3 separate regions of the Mus musculus genome follow, and all the other regions are linked to region 1. A link is a contact called in public Hi-C and promoter capture Hi-C data. All regions are on one chromosome and are shown on one strand. Each heading gives the region's core, a stretch centred on a gene start, on an enhancer-like site or on the middle of the called end of the contact. The rest is flanking DNA. Distances are from core to core; before and after follow the strand shown.

Region 1 (3,958 bases), core at 206-2,705:
TAGTGAGAACACAGCCTTATACATTAAGAGCCCTCCTCTCCCGACCCCACCCCTTTTTGATGGGTCTCACTGTGTAGCTCAGGCTTCATGACTCTCTTTGTGAGTGGATATTTCCATTCCCAACATTCACAGGGTAACTTACAACTGTCTGTAACTCCAGTACCAGGGTACCTAGTGCCCTCTTCTGGCCTCTATGGGCACTGCATGCATGTTGTGTACAGAGATAACTATACCCACAAAATAAAATAAAGTTTAAACTTTTAAAATTAAAACGGGGGGGGGGGGGGAGAGGGAGAGAGAGAACGAAAGAGATGCACACAGGCATACAAACAACCACAATGGAGTCCAGAGCACTTTGCAAGCTAGAAAGAAAACATATTTTCCCTAAATAAAATAATAAGCATCAAGCCAGGCATGGTGGTGTACGCCTTTAATTCCAGGATAAGACTGATAAGACCGATAAGACTGTGAGAACCTGACTGAAGCCTGAAGTGCTGAGTCTTCAAGGTGAATGAAGGGTGTGGGCACCTCTTCTGGCAGATGGAAATCAACCTCACCTCCTGGGGACAGACTACCCACCCATCTTGTTGATAAATTGACTATGCCAATAAATTAATATGGATCACTCTCAAAAAAGAAAAATACTTGTTTCACTTTCAAAAGTCTTTCTTTTCTTTTTCTTTCTTTCTTTCTTTCTTTTTTTTTTTTTTTTTTTTTTCCCTAGACATGGTTTCTCTGTGTAGCCTGGCTGTCCTGGAACTCACTCTGTAGACCAGGCTGGCCTCGAACTCAGAAATCCACCTGCCTCTGCCTCCACCTCCCGAGTGCTGGGATTAAAGGTGTGCGCCACCACTGCCCAGCTTCTTTTTTCTTTTGTTTTTTGTTTGTTTGTTTTGTTTTGTTTTTTGGTTTTGGTTTTTCTGTATAGCCCTGGCTGTCCTGAACTCACTCTGTAGACCAGGCTGGCCTTGAACCCAGAAATCCTCCTGTCTCTGCCTCCCAAGTGCTGGGATTAAAGGAGCGCACAACCACCTGTGGCCTGTAATCCACTCTTAAAATCTTCTCACTTCTCCCTTTTCCTACAAGGCAATGGGCAGGACTGGAGCAGTAGTGTCAGTCTAGAGAGCCAAGTGGCTGCTAGGCAGCCACCACTGTATCACAACATCTCACATCCAATGCAAACAAGACTTGGCACTTGCAGGACTTGAACAGGAGGAGAACTCCCGGACTCAGAATAATAAGGACAGTGGGTATCCAAGAGGTGCAGGAGCTACGAGTCTTTCACAAAATAGGCTGTGGCCACACCCAAGAAGGAGCAACTAGTGCAGTCTCGGGATTCCAGCCGGTGAAGCAGCTCCCCGGCCCGACGTGGAACTACAACCCCCAGGCTCCCCGCGCGGCCCCACGTGGTCCCGCAGCCCCTGAGTTAAAAGCGCAACCGCGCTGCTCAGAGGAGATCGCGTCTCCAGTGCACAGCAGCCTAGGTGAGCGCGGCGCCACCGAGCAGAGGAGTGAAGTCAGGTACGCTGGGCAGGGTAGCTTTGGGACTGAGGGCGACCCTGCCGCCTGGGGCCAGTGACACTCGGGGATTCTTTGCAGACCCGCGTAGCCTGGCCTCCGGGAACCCTTGTCAGAATCGGTCTCTTAAGCCTTTGAGCAGAAGGGAATTTAGCCGTTAGCTCTAATACACCTATCTCTTATAGAAGAGGTTGCTTGTATTTCATGTTTTGTGTTTTTTCAATATCTCATTTCTAGTTTGCCAAGTATTTCTCAAGTCATTCTCCTTGTTCGGAACTACATCACTTCCCCCTCCTCCCTTTTAAAACTTGGCGGTTTTAAATTTAAGCCAACTTTTGTCTGTAATTTGGCATTCCTTCACATGGATGAGGTCTCCAGGGATCTACCCTCTCCCCGGCGTTTCAACAAGAACATCCCAAGCTCACTTTAAGTCATGGGTGCGAGAGCACTGTGATTATTTGCTCTTAATTCAAATATGAAATATTTCAAAGCATAATATTCCCAAGTTGATCTTGTATCTCAAACTGGCCGCAGACTCTGAGCCTCCTGCCTCCAAGGGGCTTGCAGTGTTGAACAGAAATGAGCTTCTATCCTGCTTATAACGCTGGGATTTTTAATGAAAAGTAACAGTTCAGGAGGAAATCTGAAGTTAAACAATTTCCTATTTGGAGGATCAAGAAATCCTCTTTTCTCTTCTCTTTTCTGTGACTAGGTATCTCTATGATGTAGCCCTGGCTGTCCTGAAACTACAAGTAGACCAGGCTGGCCTTGCTCACGGATCTAATGTTGGGATCAAAGATGTGTGTTGCCATGCTCTGCTGAATCCTCTGGGTTTTGTTGTTTTGATGATTTTGTTTGTTTGTTTTTCGAGACAGGGTTTCTCTGTATAGCCCTGGCTATCCTGGAATTCACTCTGTAGACCAGGCTGGCCTCGAACTCAGAAATCCACCTGCCTCTGCCTCCCGAGTGCTGGGATTAAAGGCGTGCGCCACCATGCCCGGCTTGTTTTGATGTCCTTGAAACTGGGTCTTAAGTAACTCAGGCTGGTCTCCGCTGTCAGCCTGTGGTCAGCCACAGATGGGTTTGAACTCCCAACCCTCCTGCCTCCACCTCCCAGATGCTGGTCTTCAGATGCATAGCAATTCCTTGACTCTTAGAGTGAGTTTGAAAAGTGAGCTACACTGAAGGGATTGAAGTGGGAGACAGATGCTCTGAAGCAAAGATAAGCCACGGGGGAAACAGGCAGTGGCCTCGGGAATGTTTTTGAACAGTGGAGCTGGTACACTGTAGGCATAAAGAAACCTTCCCAGCTGGGCAGTGGTGGCGCATGCCTATAATCCCAGCACTCGGGAGGCAGAGGCAGGCGAATTTCTGAGTTCGAGGCCAGCCTGGTCTACAGAGTGAGTTCCAGGACAGCCAAGGCTAGACAGAGAAACCCTGGAGGCATAAAGAAACCTTCCCAGCAGGCCAGGAAGTTGATGTCATCTGACTAGGATAGAGACAAGATTAGAAATGTGGGTGTTCTGGGGGTGTTACAGTGACTGCCAGCCCCCCTCCTTTTCTCTCACAGGCCCTATGTTTTTAGCTCAAACTGCATCTAAGTGGTGATTCATTTAATAGCTTTCAAAGATGTATAAGGCTTCCCGATCAGAACTTAAAGATGTTCTTATCAAATATGAAATAAATGCAGCCCGAAGCACAAGAAGATGGGAGTCTGTGTAGCCAGAGCTGACCATTGGTAGGATGCTTAATGCTGATTGCTTCAAGCACTCAGCTTCTTATCATTTTAACCTTCTTGGACCTGGGTCGATGATTACTGACCCAGATAAAAGGTAGCACGGGGTTTGTCATGAGACCGGAAGGAGAGGGGAAGGAGGAAGTTCCAGGTAAGGAGATAACAGAGTTTATGTGACTTGGGACCTCAGTGGGCAAAAGTGCTGAGTGTTGGGGAGGAGGCAGCAGCACAAATGACTGTTCCCATTAATGACAGAACTTCACAGAGAGCACAGCGCATGCGTCCGGCACAGCCATCAAGCGCACTGTGTCAGTTCATTCATTTGACCCTGTAAACACTGTGAGTGGTATCCTCGCTACAGGAGAGAAATGGTGGAGCCAAGATGCAGTCCGACTCTAGGGCTACCCTGTAAGGAAAGGAGAGGACTTGAGGGCTAAGGTGGTAGTTCACTTTAGGTATCTTGGTTTAAGATCGCTGTAGGGATGACAGATGGAGACCTGTAGTGGGCATTTCCACCTGCCTGCTGATCCAGGCTCTCTCCTAGAATGCTCGTTTCCTCTCTATGGGAACTGTGTATTGGGTCTTCCACGTTAGGACGGTCAGGTTCACTCTGCCCGGTGGAAAGCACCATCAGTCCCACATGAGGGAATGAAATGACGCTCCCAGCTGGGCAGTGGTGGCGCATGCCTTTAATCCCAGCACTTG
Region 2 (4,371 bases), core at 583-3,082, 560 kb before region 1:
TTTATGCTGGCTGTTCTGACAAGCCGTTGATGACTTTGGGACACAGCAGTTATGCAGTGGACGTCTGTCTGGCTGAGCAGCAGACACAGGCATCTGCCATGATATAGCTGCCTAGGATTCCAACACTTATTTTGAGTTTGGACTAATCTGGGGTTGCCAAATCTTCTGTCAGTGTGACATGACATTGTAGTCTATGAATGTGACAGGCCACAGTCACAGCTACATTGAGACATATGCAGCCTGAGGGCAACTGGTTGAACAAGCCTGGTTGAACTTTTTGCAATTAACCTACCTTGCCCAGATAGCCCAGGGCAAGTATTGGCATAATTCTTCATAATCCTTTGTGATAACTTTGGAGAAAATACAGAATTTGGGGCAGATTCTGAACTTGGGAGCAGAAGAGCTGGGTCTGTGTTCCCTTTAACTTTTACTGCTGCTGACCATTGGGTTTCCCAACCCCTCTTGTGTGTAGATATTTACGTGTTAGTACCTTAGGTACCACACTCAAAAACATGTGTTCTGGTGCCCCCATTCTTCTAAGCTGAGTTGTCTAGATTCTAGGAAGCCACGGGCTACAGGGCTGCAGATATAATGACAGCTCTGAGAAGAACCAGGGAAGAAACACTTCTGTGCGAAACACACGTGAGGTGATCAGACGTGATTTCTGCAAGTTGAGTGTGAGACTAAGCTGCTGAGGTGGAGGAAATGGCATTGACCGGCGTGGGGCTGACCTAACGGTGGAATGCAGAGGAACCATGAGCATCAAGCAGCTCGTGGGATGCCAGAACACCCCCTAACTTGTCTCTTTCATACATCCCTGCCTTCAGAGTGCCCCTCTCCTGGCCCTCCAATGGGCCATTGTCTCATCTTTTAATTTTCTGCTGCTTTGACCAATGGCCTTTGTATAACTTTCTACTTAGGCTTTGCCAGGCAAAGCCAAGCTCACGAACCAAGAGCACAGTTGTTTCAGCTCTGTGGTACTTAGCAAGCTGTCAGTCATAGATCTCTATATTGTTTGATCTAACCTGTACTGGCCGGTTTTGTATGTCAACTTGACACAGGCGGGAGTTATTACAGTGAAAGGAGCTTTAGTTGGGGAAGTGCCTCCATGAGATCCAGCTGTAGGGCATTTTTTCAATTAGTGATCAAGGGGGAAAGGCCCCTTTGTGGGTGGGACCATCTCTGGGCTGGTAGTCTTGGGTTCTATAAGAAAGCAAACTGAGCAAGCCAGGGGAAGCAAGCCAGTCAGGAATATCCCTCCATGGCCTCTGCATCAGCTCCTGCTTTCTGACCTGCTTGAGTTCCAGTCCTGACATCCTTTGGTGATAACAGCAGTGTGGAAGTGTAAGCTGAATAAACCCCTTCCTCGCCAACTTGCTTCTTGGTCATGATGTTTTGTCCAGAAATAGAAACTTTGAAATAAAACTAGGACAAAACATTCCATAATTTTTTAAAGTTTATTTATAATGCATATGACTGTTTTGCCTATGTGTATGTCTGTGTACCTCATTCACGTTGGGCCAGAAGAGGGTGTTGGATCCCCTGGGACTTGAGTTACAGCCATGTGAGCTGCCATGTGGTTGCTGGAAAATTAACGTGTGTCTTCTGGAAGAGCAGTCAGTGCTCTTAACCACCGAGTCATCTGGTCCCTGCAAATAAGTTGTTTAATGAGAAAAAGAAAACTTCATACTCTTTCCATGAAGACAGGAAAATTTGACTCTGTGTTCTAAGTTCAAATGGACGGGAGGAGTGATGTCTAATAAGGGCGGGTTGTCCACAGGAGCCAATGGCTCTGTCTGAGAGCCAGCTCTTTTCCTTAGTTAGCTGTTTGCCTAAAGGCTGGTTTTTCAGCTTCTGCATGTCCTGGTTCCTTGTTTGTGAAATACAGCTAGGAATGTCACAGCTCTCAGCATTGTTTTGATGACTGAATGAGTCAAATGGGAACACTTAGGTCAGTGCCTGGCACTTGGCTCTCTGAGTATTTGCTACAATAGTAATTAGTAGTCAGAGCATTAGAGTTAAGAGCACTTGTGGGTTTAAAATTTCGACTCAGTACAGTATAGTCAGAACAATAAAACAAAACAGAACAAAGAACCATTTCTCCCCTGTAGTATGTCGGTTACTAAAAATTAACTCTTCATCCCAGGGATGAACGTGGCTTTTGCTAACAGTCTCCCCTTTTCATACATACCCTCCAGAACTCGATCCTGGGATGTGCTGAGATCTCCACTGGTGCCTACAAAGAAACACAAATTCATCATATCACAGTTGCAGCTGGCTTACAAAACCAGAGATGCTGTTTCTCCATCTTCTAAGGACCCCTATGCTCAAGGTGATTTGGTACTGGTTATTCTGATGAGTTTATAGCGATGTATTAGTGGTAATGAGCAACATTTTCTTTTTTTGATATTTGGGTTTGGGTAAATGCTTGAGTAATTAAAGGGCATGTTTTGCTGGGTTCTGGGGGTTCATGCCCGCTACCCCCTGCTCAGCATGAATAATTTGCTATATGACAATAATGTATCTAATTCTGATAATAACACAGTAACTTGGGTCCTCTGTCTTCATCAGGCTGAGAACAACTGAGACTCCAAGGTCATGTGACTTAGGATTATACTACTAATTATAGGCTGGAGACTGAGTTCAGACATGCTCATCAATGCCTGGACCCTGCTTCCCAAGCTTCTCTGCGTCTGTGGGAATTATTGAGACCCTGCCTTAGCTCTTGCCAAGACCTGTGGGTGCAGAGCAGGGGACAGGGTGGATTATTCTGCTCTTTGAAATGTCTATTGGGTCAAACCTATCTGGAAACTCAGAAGCCAAGCCAGGGAGTTTTGAACATGGGGGTTATAACAGTATGGTGGGTAGGGAGGCAGCCAATCGTCCAGCATCTGGAATGAAGCCACACCACACTCTTCCCTGTGCCCCCAGCCCTCAGGCTTGGAAGAGCTCCCTGCCCCACTCCCTCCCTTCCTCCCTTCCTTCCTCTGTCCCCTCCACTAATGAATGCTATCACCTCTCCTGCCTCCCTTCTTATACCAAAAATCTCATCTCCTCCTAGACCTATATACTATAGAAACAAAACAAACAAGCAACAATAAAACCCTAAATTAACACATAATAGGTCACCCAGGCAAGCATGAATAAATGTTGGAAGGTTTTTTGTTTTTTGGGTTTGTTTGTTTTTTTTTTTTTTTACTATAAATTCCTTATGCCAAGATTGTGTCTGATTTGCCTTTTTTTCACTAGCACTTAAAGAATCACTTCTCAAGTGTTTAATATAAAAGATCAGGAGAATAAACATTACCAAATGGGTGGGGGACATTATTTATAGTAACAGTGTCTTAAAGCATTTAAAAATAAGTTATATCAAACCCAAAGTAATTTTGCTGAACACCTACGACAACTCAGACCTGGGGAAATCTTTATATTTGATCTCATTCCCTTTTCACTTCTACTTCCTTCTAGAAATTCTCTAGTTGCTAGGGGAAGTTTGGGAGATGTAAAGTTGGCTGTAGAGAGCCTTGGGGGAGATGCTGCAAAGAAATAAGACTGAGCACATGTGTGCATGTCTGCAGGCAGCTGGGATGGGCAGTGAAGCCTAGGTCATGGTGCTGTGGCTTCAGTGAGGGGCTCCAGAAGCCAGAGATTGTGTTGAAGATTGTGATTACTGTTATTGTTATTAGAGTACAACTTCCTTCTGATTCTGTGTAAGTCTCCACAGCTTTCAAAAGATTTTTCCTCTTCAAACAATTTCAAAAGGAACCTTAACGAGGAAAGGTCTGTGGGCCTGGGTTTTAGAGACAATGATGATAAAAAGAGGGAGGTGTAGACACATCTGTGATGAGGACTTGGGGTGGAAGGGAGAAGGAGGTCTCTGTGAAGATGCTCCCAGAGTTGAGTGTTGAAGGGCTTTTTGAGAAAGGTCACTCCTGCAGGTGAATAAATTCATGTCTCAGAAAGGAATTCACAGAAGTCCTGGGCAAACCCTGAAGAGCCCCAATCTCACACTGCCATGGAAAGTCTCATTTTTCCAATACATTGAGTGTCCTCATAGGACCTCTGGCCCATGACAAAGACATTCTGTGAGCCAGAAGGGCACTTTCTCCATCTCTACTGAGTCACTTCATATAATGGTTAATCTAGATTGTCAACTGGACGGGATGGAGATGGAAATTAGTAAAGCACACAGCCAGGTGTGCCTGAGAGGCTGTTTCAAAGGATGATTAAGGTTTCTGTCTGTGCCTGGAGCTGATCCTGTGCCACAGCACTCCATACCCAAATATTGCCAGGAGAGAGCTGTCTCCAAGGAATGCTGGCACACCGTTGAGCACAGGTAAGACCACCACTTCTGCTCAAATTCCTGGCCCA
Region 3 (4,339 bases), core at 714-3,213, 590 kb after region 1:
TCCACATCCTTAGTCCCTGAAAAAAAGGAGGAGCACCCACTCTCCCACTAAAGGCTCCTAAAGCCAAAGAGTTCCCAAGGAAGCCCGATCCTGCCTGGCCAAGGGGGAGGGAAACAATATTAGCAAACGACTGCCAACGGAAAGTGAGCCATGAGGAGGAAGAGTAGAAGAGAAGGCACTGAACTCACAAGAAGGTTAAAAGTGGTGGCTGCCCAGGTTGCTGCTACTTCAAAAGACTGGGGATGTGGCCTACCTTGCTGCTGGTTTACCTTAATGCTGGAACAAAGCACCCTGTTTAACAGGCAAGTTGGCGACATTTCTGAATAAACACTTTTAAAAGCTTACAGAATAAAGCAGAAGGAATGGCTGCTTCTTAGACGTCCTAACTTTCCCCGTTCCATAAGGTGGCTACTGAACCTGTCCTGTGTGCAGGGTAGTTTTATAATGTTGTCCTGTTAGCCGTAAGGCCCAGTGCAGAATAATCTTTTAGGGTTAGAGGAAAGAGTTTTGGCTTATGCATTTGGGGTGGTCTTCACGGATATGCTGTGGCTTTCATTAAACAGCCTAGGAAAGCTCTGGCAGTCCTCCAGACCTGGGCAAACACGTGTGCCCGCAGCCAGTAGCAGCGCTCTGCGTTTCAGCACCACCGCCTGTGGAGAGCGCCTCACCGCAGGGCCGGGTCAGGGACTCTCACCCTGCCCTTCTCCCATCCCCAGAGCCCTGGCTCTCCCTTACTCATTTCCTTGAGTCCCAGGGGAAAAGAAAAATCACCCCAACTTATAACTTCTCAATTTCTGCTTTTAAAGTGACCCCGCGTCCCCCTCTCAGGGGTCTAAACGCGCACACACCCTGCGCCTTTGGGTCCTAAAGCAGTAGCCTTCGAGCGGCGTGGCTTCCGCACCGGCGGCGAGAAATTTCAACCTGCGTGGACAATTACCTCTTTCCTGCCTCTCTGCTGGACCTTTATGCACGCACCCGAGACGCCTGAGCTTTCCCCCTCTCACTGTACGTCCCGAACCTCAAAAAACAAACTCGTGAAGACACGTCCCTACCCCACACACGAGCTCTCACGCACATTCAAATATCCATCTTCACACTCACACCGCAAGGATGCCGGTTGTCATCGCCGCCTTGGGCAGAACCTTGGCCAACTTGGGCCGGGATCCATCTCGCCGGCTCGTGGACCACCTCCCGAAGCAGTCGCCCCGCCCCCTCCCCTTTCCAAGGCAGCCGGAGCCAAACCTCGGCGGGGCAGTGGTACCCTTCCCTCTCCATTAGCCAACATCCACCGCTCTGGGCCACCAAAGCTACAATCTCCAAACATTGTCCGTTGAGCCTCCTGGAACCGCCAGCCAAGCCCAGTATTAGTCTCCTTGAAGCCCCAGTCCCTGCCACTGGTGTGTCGTGTGCGAGTGTTTGTGTCTCCGAGGCACATTTAACTCCTTCGAGCTTTCTGCCCATCCTAAACAAACAGCACGTTATCTTCAGCCCTTCTCCTTCCTTCTTCGCACCCCAACCTCTGCCCCTATCCCCACCCTTGCCCGCCAAGTACTCAAACCACCGCACTCCAGGGCTCTAACCAGGCGCCCCCACCCCACCCCAGAGGACACTCACCCCCCAGCCCCGCACCTCCCCCATCCCTGGCCCTCGGCGAGGCGATCTGGCCCCACGCTAGAGAAGCCTGGAAAAAACGCAGTTTGCGTCGGCTCGTGCTAGCGGGGATAGTTGGGGCTGACCTGGCACCAGCCTGATCAGCCGGCGCACCCCTCCGGAGGGGCGCACGCCTTCCTGCTCAATCGCCTTGGAAAGCCCTGATATTGGCGAGAGTAGAGCAGCGGAAGCAGCCTCCGGGGTGGGCGGGAGGACTCACCGAACATCTGAATGTGCCCTTTAGTGATGGGATTGAAGCTGCCGCAGGCCAGCAGGATAACGTGGGTCTTTGTGGTCTCGGTCATGATGGGATGAGGTCTCTCGCACTGATCCAGGGGTTGCCTCTTTTTGTGTCTCGATATGTCTGCAGACGGAGAAAGGAAGGCGAGGCTCCGGCGGTGGATGCTGTGGACTCCAAGGAGCCGCTCTAGACGCAAACCGCGTCACTCCCCGCCTCCCTTTAACGCTTGCCACTCCGGCTCGATCCAAGGCTGCTTTTGTATTGCTCTCCCTTTGGCTCTGCTTAGTCCTACTTCCTCTCTAGCTTCTTTTGCGTCACTGGTCTTGGTTCCTGACCCTATTGTTTCTACCCTCTCCACCCCACCTCACTGCATCTTACTTTATCTACAAGGAAAGGAGTGGTACCCTGGCATCCTTACAGCGTGGTTGCTGGCTATGTTCTCTCTGTGTCAAATTTCGTTTTCCTGACTCACTTTTTCTCTCCCTGTCTACATTCCCTAACATATCCGACTTCAAAAATGTTTGATTTTATGAATTTTCTTTTTCATGAGCTTTAATATTTAAAGTGACAAATGATAGGTTTTCTTTTCAATAGTGTTCATTTCGGATTTTTTGTTTTGTTTTGTTCTCCTCCCTTATTTAGTGATTCTAAACTATTGACTGGAATCCAAATCTTGACCTGTGGCTACTAAGAAAGCCCTTCTGCTAATGTTGGTCCTTTGTGTGGGTTGAATTATGGGTTTGGGCAGATATGAATGGGAAATTAGTAAGGCTAAGTATTACGAAATTCCTACATCAGCTGTCCAAGTTGAGTCAGTCACCACTCTATGCTTACTTCTTGATGCTCACTCTCTATTGGATGCTGCTGTGGACCCCGAATGATAACTGAATTAACTCACTGTCTGACAGAGCAGATTGGACGGAGTCTGAGAAAGCCTCTCTGGCTTAGACGACATTTAAGGCAGGCCTATTTAGACAAGAAGTTGTTGGTACAGAGACCCGGAGACAGGCTTCCAGTGCTTGTGAACATGAAAGGAGGGCCATATAACCAAAAGTCCTGGACAGGTGGGCAAACAGTAGTAGAGAAATGTGCACCCAGTCATCATATGGGTTTAGGATAATGGACAGGAAGTTCTTATGAGTCACTGACTTACAGTGGAATAACAAAAGGAGGCCATTGAAATCGTTAGACAGAGAGTACCATGTAATTGACATTTTTATGAGATCTCTGAGTGTTGGGAGGAAAAGAACCAAGAGGAAAATAAGAATTAGGAGAAAGTTGGCAGCCTTGGGCAGGTGGTCCTGTCCTGGGACTGCTGGGTATAGAGAGTCAGCAGCAGGGAGATGAGGCAGGGCAGGATAGATACCATAGATTTTGTAGCTTTTAGTCTTTGCGGATGGATGGGATATAGAGACGTTTGGGGAAACGCCTTAAAATTTGAGTTTAGTAAATGAATGGGCTAAGACTCTGAAAAATGAATAGGGGGAAAGGAAAGGTTTGAAGACCGGACAACTGTTCTCTTTGGATGCATTACAGAACCAGTAATTAGATTCCTGATTCAGAAGCACAAGTATTGCCTTCTTGGACGAACAGTTCCTTGCAAGAGTCAGCTCTCTCCTTCTGCATTGTGGGAACTGGGTGTTGAACCCAGGCCATCGGCCTTGGTAGTGAGTACCTTTGCCTGTTCAGCCACCGCATTAGCACTGCTCCTTACTTCTTATCTAAGAGTTTCTGGCAGGCATGCGGTTCATATTTCTTAATTTTTGCTGAATAGTAAATCAATTCCTACTGTGGAGAGATTTTCTAGTTTTCTAGTTTCTAGTTTATTACTTTGTGTGTGTGCACGTAAGCATGCATGTGCGCGCGCGCACACACACACACACACACACACACACACAAATATTACAGCACTACCACAGAGCTCAGAGGACAACCTGCAGCTGTCATTTCTCTCCTCTTTAAGTGTGGGTCCCTGGGATAGAACTCAGACCATCAGCCTTGGTGACATCTGCTTTACCTGATAAGCCAAAGTACTGACCCCAAAGTTTCTGGTTTCAATATAAGAGTCTTAAGAGCCAGTGTAATTCATACAGAAGTTTGTGTCTTCTCTAACACAAGATGCAAATGGGCGGGGTAGAAAGAGCAAGAGATGTTAGAAGCTGGGCAATTAACATAATTATAATTAAGCAATAAATATTTATTGAATGCCTGCCATATACCAAGCACTGACTTAAGGGTTGTGAACAAGATAGGGCTGCTGCTTTAATTCAGTTCACACTCTAGGCAAAAACAACAGACCATTAAAAAATTAATAGATGCATTAGTAATCGGAATATCTAGAAACATAAAGCAAGGAAAGAAACAGAAAAGGAATCAGTCCTCTTTCGAGGGGGTCAGGGGCGGGCAGGCTCTTTGCTGAAACAGTGTCTGAGCAGGAACTTCAGTCAC

What was found. Promoter capture Hi-C pulls out the DNA fragments that hold promoters and counts their contacts. A called contact is a pair of places that touch in the nucleus more often than the background predicts.
Region 2: a contact with region 1 is called in a Hi-C map of uterus, with 3 times the contacts expected there. The contact joins the enhancer-like site here to the promoter of Npl in region 1. A contact is called at or near these places in 1 of 484 Hi-C or Micro-C datasets (uterus) and 3 of 115 datasets of contacts at active chromatin or transcription factors (bone marrow-derived macrophages, embryonic stem cells and extraembryonic endoderm stem cells).
Region 3: a contact with region 1 is called in a promoter capture Hi-C map of pre-B cells. The contact joins the promoter of Nmnat2 here to the promoter of Npl in region 1. A contact is called at or near these places in 4 of 39 promoter capture datasets (cranial neural crest, embryonic stem cells, liver and 1 more).

The regions. Positions count from the first base shown.
Region 1 is chr1:153,547,211-153,551,168 of GRCm38.p6, reverse strand. Npl (N-acetylneuraminate pyruvate lyase) reads left to right here and starts at 1,455. Exons shown (of 12, transcript NM_028749.1): 1 at 1,455-1,521.
Region 2 is chr1:154,110,157-154,114,527 of GRCm38.p6, reverse strand. Gm46165 (a long non-coding RNA gene) reads right to left here. Exons shown (of 4, transcript XR_001779496.2): 3 at 2,192-2,236; 4 at 1,619-1,649. It overlaps LOC108167736 (a long non-coding RNA gene), which reads left to right. Exons shown (of 4, transcript NR_168298.1): 2 at 2,199-2,332. Among named protein-coding and RNA genes, the nearest start is that of Gm46165, 49 kb to the right of the region's middle. Within about 2 kb of position 1,832, at least 44 of the 459 cell types and tissues checked have an H3K27ac peak or open chromatin away from gene starts, as enhancers often do. A contact at or near this core is called in uterus, where this site is marked.
Region 3 is chr1:152,952,725-152,957,063 of GRCm38.p6, reverse strand. It overlaps Nmnat2 (nicotinamide nucleotide adenylyltransferase 2), which reads right to left and starts at 1,963. Exons shown (of 11, transcript NM_175460.3): 1 at 1,871-1,963. The coding sequence starts at 1,955.